Linked DNA regions of Xenopus laevis: region 2 is linked to region 1. A link is a contact called in public Hi-C data. All regions are on one chromosome and are shown on one strand. The core of a region is the stretch at or near the end of the contact, and the rest is flanking DNA. Distances in the headings are between cores, read along the strand shown. Region 1 has its middle 6.2 kb from the start of csrnp2.L. Region 2 holds the start of tfcp2.L (transcription factor CP2 L homeolog).

Region 1 (3,616 bases), core at 885-3,384:
GATCCTTCGGCCATATGGCGATCTTTGAGTCTATGGCCACTAGGGATGCACCGAATCCAGGATTCGGTTCGGGATTCGGCCAGGATTCAGCCTTTTTCAGCAGGATTCAGATTCGGCCGAATCCTTCTGCCCGGCCGAACCGAATCCTAATTTGCATATGCAAATTAGGGGCGTGGAGGGAAATTGCTTGATTTTTTGTCACAAAACAAGGAAGTAAAAAATATTTTCCCCTTTCAACCCCTAATTTGCATATGCAAATTAGGGTTCGGTATTCGGACGAATCTTTCACGAAGGATTCGGGGGTTCGGCCGAATCCAAAATAGTGGATTCGGTGCATAATGGCCTAATGGCCACCTTAAGCCTGTAATATTCCCTCGCTGCAGAGTCAGCACAGCGGAGCTCACAGACGCCATCTTCCGGCACTTATGTAATCTTTGGGTCTTCTTCCGGTGCTTCTGTCACTTTCGCACATGTGCAGTTATCACAAAGTGGAAGACTGCTCCTACTTGCATGCGCCGATAAAGACGCTTACTTACCAAACCATACCGAAGCACTGAAGATGGCTCCTGCAACCTCCGCTGCACTGACTCTGCAACGAGGGGTAATTACAGGCTTAGGGGCATTTATAGATGTTAACACCTGTGTTGGGAGGAGCAGGGAGGGGGGGACTATGGAGGGTAGGGGTTTTTATTAGCAAGTGGGTTTAGTTCTCCTTGACTCAATATAAATCAGAATTAAGAAAGGGCATATATTTTATGAGTAGCTGGGTTTTTTTCCAGCTACTTTGGCATTATGTGCAGTATGCTCTGCTCTGTGTAGATGTTTCCATTAGGAGTACTATTGTCAGCCTATTATCATCCTCGTATCACGAATTTCAAAAAATCCTGTGCTTGTGTATCATTTGGGGGAGCGAGTCCAATGCAATCAGTTGGAATATCTGTAAATGTGGATTAGTAACAAGTCACTTGTGGGAAAGAAAAGTGTTCAATCCTCGAAACTATAAACCACCAAATAATGTATTTCATAATAAATCGACAAACATATGTTTTTGTTTTATAATGAATGTGATTTCAATAATAATTTTTTGCATTGTACTGGTATACATTTAAATCAGTTAAATCATAGTTTACATCCCATAGATCATATTACAGACAGAATTCTTGTTTTCATCCTGGTAGTTTCCCAGTAGACCCAGTGGAGCAGCTTGTTGGCCCACATTGAAAGCCATTTAGGGTGAGATTGTAGGATAGTATTCTTGGAAGTATTGCTGATTAATTCAGGTACTCCATGTCACGCTAAGGCTTTAAAGCAGGAGCCCCCAACCTTTTTTTACCCCTGAGCCACATTCAAATGTAAAATGAGTTGGGGAGCAACAGAAGCATGAAAAAATCCCTTGGGTGCCAAATAAGAGCTGTGATTGGCTATTTAGTAGCCCCTATGTGGACTGGCAGCCTACAGGAGGCTCTACTTGGCACTATACTTTGTTTTTATGCAATTAAAACTTGCTTCAAAAATAATCACCTGCTTTGAGGACACTGAGAGCAACATCCAAGGGGTTGGAGAGCCACATGTTGCTCACGAGCTACTGGTTGGGGATCACTGCTTTAAAGGAACAGTAACAGCAAAAAATTAAAGTGTTTTGAAATATAATGTACTGTTGCCCTGCACTGGTAAAACTGGTGTGTTTGCTTCAGAAACACAATTATTTTTATATAAACAAGCTGCTGTGTAGCCATGGGGGCAGCCATTCAAGCACAGATAACGGATGCAATCTGCAGAATACCATTGTATTACAGAGCTTATCTGTTATCTGCTAAGTAGCCTGCAGCTTGAATGGCAACCCCCATGGCTACACAGGAGCTTATGGATATAAACAAAAGTAGTCTTTCTAAAGCAAACGCATAACTTTTACCAGTCAAACCACTTTGATTTGCTGCTGTTACTGTTCCTTTAAAGACAAATAAATATGTGGAAACCGTGCTTACCATACATTTATTTGAATCATACTTCAGTTGGTGGTCAAGCTGAACTTCCAGAAATACCCAAGGGAGCAGAAACAATTACCCCAGATCCTACCCAATTTGGTCTTTATTGCTGCCACCTTTCGCCCACTGCTTTGTGCCACTCAAGGCTGGCGGGGTGCCTACACTAAGGGAAATCTTAATATAAATCATCATCATTTATTTATATAGCGCTGTCATGTACTATTCACTCTCATGGTGGCCATACATGCACACATTTGGAGAATTTGGGGGGTACTTGGAAATACTGTTGTTCTATCTTTGCTAAAGTGTGAGACATCGGCTGATCCAAAAATTGCACATTCCCTTATCAATTTGGATCAAGTCACTTGGGACATCAGCCAAACAGACCAGTGCTCTTTGGTCATCCTCACGGGTGGGCAAATAAATAATAATTTACCAGTAGGCTTGTGGGGTGAGCAGTGAGGTGCTTTGTCTTTCATGATGTAATAGATCACTGACTGGAAAAGTTTACAGCAGCAGGAGGTCATGATGAACAGCGATGGGTTGCTGCTTTGTCCCTTCATAGCTCTGTATAGTGACATTCCTGTTTGAGAGTGGGCACCCTGTGCAGAAAGCTTCGAACTGGTGAATTAACCCCCATTGATTGGCAATTTAAAATATCTGAAGAGATGGAATCAACCATAAGATAAGTGTACTGCAACAGCAACAATGAACCCTGGTGTCAATGGATTCAACAAGCTTTTGTTTCTTTTGAGGTTTGAGAAGAGGGATATTCAGATTCGGTAAATCTGTAACATGGTAAATGTTATACGTAGTTCTATAAAGCTAGATGACTATATTTACAGCCACGGTTATGGATCATGTTAACATGTCTGGACCCATTTGCCATCGGTGAACTCATAAATGTGGGTGATGCACAGTGAATAGTGTTATGGGGGTACAGCATATGCATAGAATGATTATTTGACCCAAGCTGAACTCATGTGATTGATTAACCAGCCTGGATCACAGTAATATGTGTAAACATAAGCATCAGTCGCTGGAAATGAGTTTGTGCTATATCACTAGATTAAAATAGCATCCACTACCTGTCAACACTTTGGAGTGTACAGATATGAAATCTATTATCCGGAATGCTTGGGTTTTCTGAATAAGGGTTTTTTTTTTCTTTTCTTCATACTTAATTTCTTTAAAATTCCCCTTTAAGTTAACTTTTAGTATGTTATAAAGAGGCCTATTCTAAACAACTTTTCAATAGGTCTCCATCATTTGTCATAGTTTTTTTATATATATATATATATATATATATATATATATATATATATATAAATAATATATTGTTATTGCTATTTTTGTATGCCTCATCGTTCTATTAAGGTTTCTCCTTTTCATATTGTAGTCTTTTATTCAAATCATATGGTTGCAAGGGTAATTGGCCCTTCTATAAAACTTCGAAGAATCCCTACGATACATAAAAACATTTGAAACATTTAATAACCCTAACCAATATTGTTATTATTCTATATTGTAATTGAATGAGAATATTGAAAATATTTATTTACAAACACCATGATTAAAAACCTACGACCCCCAACACTGCAAGTCAGAAGTGCCACCCACCGCATTTCTGT
Region 2 (3,622 bases), core at 382-2,881, 56 kb before region 1:
CAGCATTCAGCTCAGGTTCAAAAGTTACAGATATGACCCATGTGCCCCCCCCCGCCTCAAGTCTCTGAGTGTAACCAGTCAGTGTAAACCAAGATAGGTGAAAAGCAGGAGGTTGTATTCTGGCTATTATGTTAGACATCCAGTCACTCCAGCCTTTATACATTACATTTTTGCCTAACTAACTATATTAGAAACATTTTTTATTTTGCACAGCCTATCTATTTACACAGTTTTTTATGTTTACACTGAACAATTCCTTTAATGTAAGACTACAATACCCAGCATACACTGAGACTGACTTGTGTAGAAGTCAGAAATGACCAGATTTTGGGCTCTGTACCCCAGTTTTCCATCCCTCTTAAGCATTCTCACATTTTCTGGTGATCTTCCTCAATTTCAAACAATTTTGGGGCAAAAATCTGCTGCCACCAAAATGTCTAGAGGTTGACCTTTTTTACCAATATTTTCTGAAATTGTATATGTATTAGGGTCTCACGGGTCCCTATACCTCCTGGACCGCCCTGTGTTGTTAAAGGATCAGGAAACCCCCTGAGCGCACAAATCCCTCCCCTGTGTTGCCCCCCCCACTCCTCCCCCCTGGCCTACCTGTCCCCCCGGGCAAATGCCACTAACTTGTTACTCACCTCTCTGTGCAGGTCCAGTCCACGGAGTTCACAGATGCCATCTTCTCCCAAGCAGTCTTCTTCCTGCTTTGACCGGCGTTTTTGGATCTACTGCGCATGTGCCGAATGTCACGAAACTTCGTGACTTTTGGCACATGCGCAGTAGATCCGTAGCGGATAAATGCTCCTACTGCGTATATTTACATATATTGATTTATTTTTCAGACCTTTTTTTCACTGCACATATTGTGCTATTTGTGGGCTACTTTTGTAGTGCCCCTCGGCTAGTTTTGGGCTGGTTTTGTAGCGGACTTTGGCTGGTTTTGAAAATTAGACCTGGCAACCCTACCCATCTGTAAGACATGGAGGGAGGGAGAGAAGAGCATATTGTTGGGCCTTTAGCTTGCTGTATGTTTCTCTGACACCACCACCACAGCAGATATAGCTGTCCTTTCAGGAAAACAACTGAACTGACATGATATTAACTTGAAACCTTTCTTCTAGTGTTAACAATTGCGCATTTGAAAACCAATTGCAAATTCCGGCCTTTGCACTTTGCAGGAGAGTTGACGGCAGCAACATGACAAATGAAGTTTGAGGCAAATCACTGCAAATCCCTCGCTTTTGCCTTACAAACGATAACCACGCCCTCAACAAAACCGACCAATCGCTTCCTCTTCCTTTTAAAAAAAACTTACGGCCCTCGCTGCGAACTCTGCAAATCCTTGTCCCAAGAGTATGGCGTCCTGTCTATCCAATTGGTTGGCTGCTGTATCTGGGGCGTGGTTACGTCGCGTCAAGCTATGCGTCGTGTCTGCTTGCCTCCTCCATGTTTCCTGGCTGAGCATCTTGTCACTTGCTGTGGGCTGCGGCGAGTGAGGTCGGCCGGCGTTACAGCTGTTTGTAGCCCCTCCCCGTTCAGAGCGACTAGAACCGGAAATTCGCCTCCTGCTTGTGCTTTTCGCTCCCAAATCAGCACCAACCATGATCTCCTCAGAAGCCTGAGAGCGGTCCCTTTGTATAAGTGATACCCAATCAGTGCGCTGTGACGGCTCCGCCGCTAAATGAGGAGGAAAGCGAACACGCCGGGTGCGAGGATGATGTGAATCAGTGTTGCCATTGGATCAGTTGGTGCGGCTGAGAGAGCTATGCGTTAGCTGCAGGGTCGCAGCGCCGTGTGAAATTGCAGCTGGGCACTGCCAGGCTTCGGCCCACACAGCTGCGACACTTTTGTTGAGGAGAAAAGTGGAATCATGGCCTGGGCACTGAAGTTACCGCTGGCAGATGAAGTGATCGAGTCTGGGTTGGTGCAGGACTTTGATGCCAGTTTATCAGGGATCGGGCAGGAACTTGGCGCTGGAGCTTACAGCATGAGGTAAGCGCTGATATTGGGCCTGGATAGCAATTGAAACACCTATTGATTTGCAGTCCAGCACAGATGGGCTTATTTGTAGTCTAAAATGGCAAGTGGGATCAGACTGTGCACTCTCACCACTTGTGGCACAGTCCTGGGATCTGGGTGGCCAATCAAAAGCAGCAGCTATCACCGTTCTTTAAAGGAGAACTAAACCCTAACCATGAATATGGCTAAACATGCCCTATTTGATGTAATCAACTTATTGCACCAGCCTAAAGTTTGTTTCTCAATAGCAGCAATGATCCACATTTTGAAACTTGTCACAGGGGGGGGGTCACCATCTTGGAAAGGGTCTGCGACCCTCACATGCTCAGACTACATTGCTTAAGATGCAAATTGAAGAGCTGCTAAATTAACTCAAAAACCACAAATAATAAAATACAAGAACCAATTGCAGACTGAGAAACTCATTCTGAACAATTTGTGAGGACATAAGGCTTCTAGAGGTATGGGAAACCTTTTGTCTACTAATATTTAAACATAATATGTCCAATTGAATTGTTTTGTCACCAATATGGATGCATGCAGCTTAGTTACCATCAAGTTCAAGGAACTGATTATTACAGAGAAAAAGTTAAATCATTGTTAGAATTAGTTGATGGCCTTCCCATAATGCAGAGCTTGTTGCATAAGAGATCCCATACCTGTAGTTTAATAATGACGAATATGGAAAAGACACACTAAAGCAGTTTTCTTCAACTATTTTTATTCTGGTCACTGTCAGACTAAGCGTATGACTTCACTCAAGGTGGCTGGTGGCCAGAGACATTGGTCTGTAGTTACTAACCTGCTCTGGTGCATCACACAAGTGGACAGTGCATGTTTATTTTGGACCAGTCTGCCTAAAATAATAATTTAGGCAGACTGCATTTGTTGTTTTAACCTTGTTCTCTTTCTTGGTTGTGTATTTATTCCTGACACATTTAGTTCAATGAGTGCAAATCTGCATGCCATGCACAGGACTGTGAGTATAAAATCCACACCAAATATGCAGTAGAACAAGCTTGATGGAGATGGCTGTGACTATGTGAGATTTACAAAAGTGTAGCAAATGTCTTGAATTCAATATCAGTTTGGTGTTTCTTGAATTGAGTCTGTTGTTGCTCAATTTCACTCTTAACATTTTGGATTTTCTATACATATCTATACTTTTGGTTGCGTTCTTCAGTGGAGTGGACAGACCATGAAATACACATATTTGAAACTTTGTCTGGAAACCCGTTGTCCAGAAATTTCAAATTACAGAAAGGCTATCTCCCATACACTAATATTTTTCTCTGTAATAATAAAACAGTATCTTGTACTTGATCCAGACTAGGATACTAAGATATCAGCCTATTGGGTTTATTTAATGTTTAAATTATTTTCTGCTAGACTTAAAGGGGTTGTTTACATTCAAACAACTAGTTGTTTTCAGATAGATCACCAGAAATAATGACTTTTTCCAATGACTTTTTATTTTCTATGTGTGATCGTTTTTCTAATATTGAAGTGTAAAGTGCCATTTTTCACCTTCTGCAGCAGCTCTTTGAGAGGGGGGTCACCGACCCTGTAAACTGTTCTAAATGGATACAATTAGTAG

The links. Hi-C and Micro-C count contacts between places; a contact is called where the count stands out from the background.
Region 2: a contact with region 1 is called in a Hi-C map of the XL177 cell line, with 1.9 times the contacts expected there. The contact joins the promoter of tfcp2.L here to the enhancer-like site in region 1. A contact is called at or near these places in 2 of 4 Hi-C or Micro-C datasets (the XL177 cell line and the XTC cell line).

What each region holds. Positions count from the first base shown.
Region 1 is chr2L:149,783,494-149,787,109 of Xenopus_laevis_v10.1, reverse strand. No RefSeq gene overlaps it. Among protein-coding and RNA genes, the nearest start is that of csrnp2.L, 6.2 kb to the right of the region's middle. Within about 2 kb of position 2,134, at least 1 of the 7 cell types and tissues checked has an H3K27ac peak or open chromatin away from gene starts, as enhancers often do.
Region 2 is chr2L:149,839,034-149,842,655 of Xenopus_laevis_v10.1, reverse strand. It overlaps tfcp2.L (transcription factor CP2 L homeolog), which reads left to right and starts at 1,631. Exons shown (of 15, transcript NM_001095978.1): 1 at 1,631-1,998. The coding sequence starts at 1,877.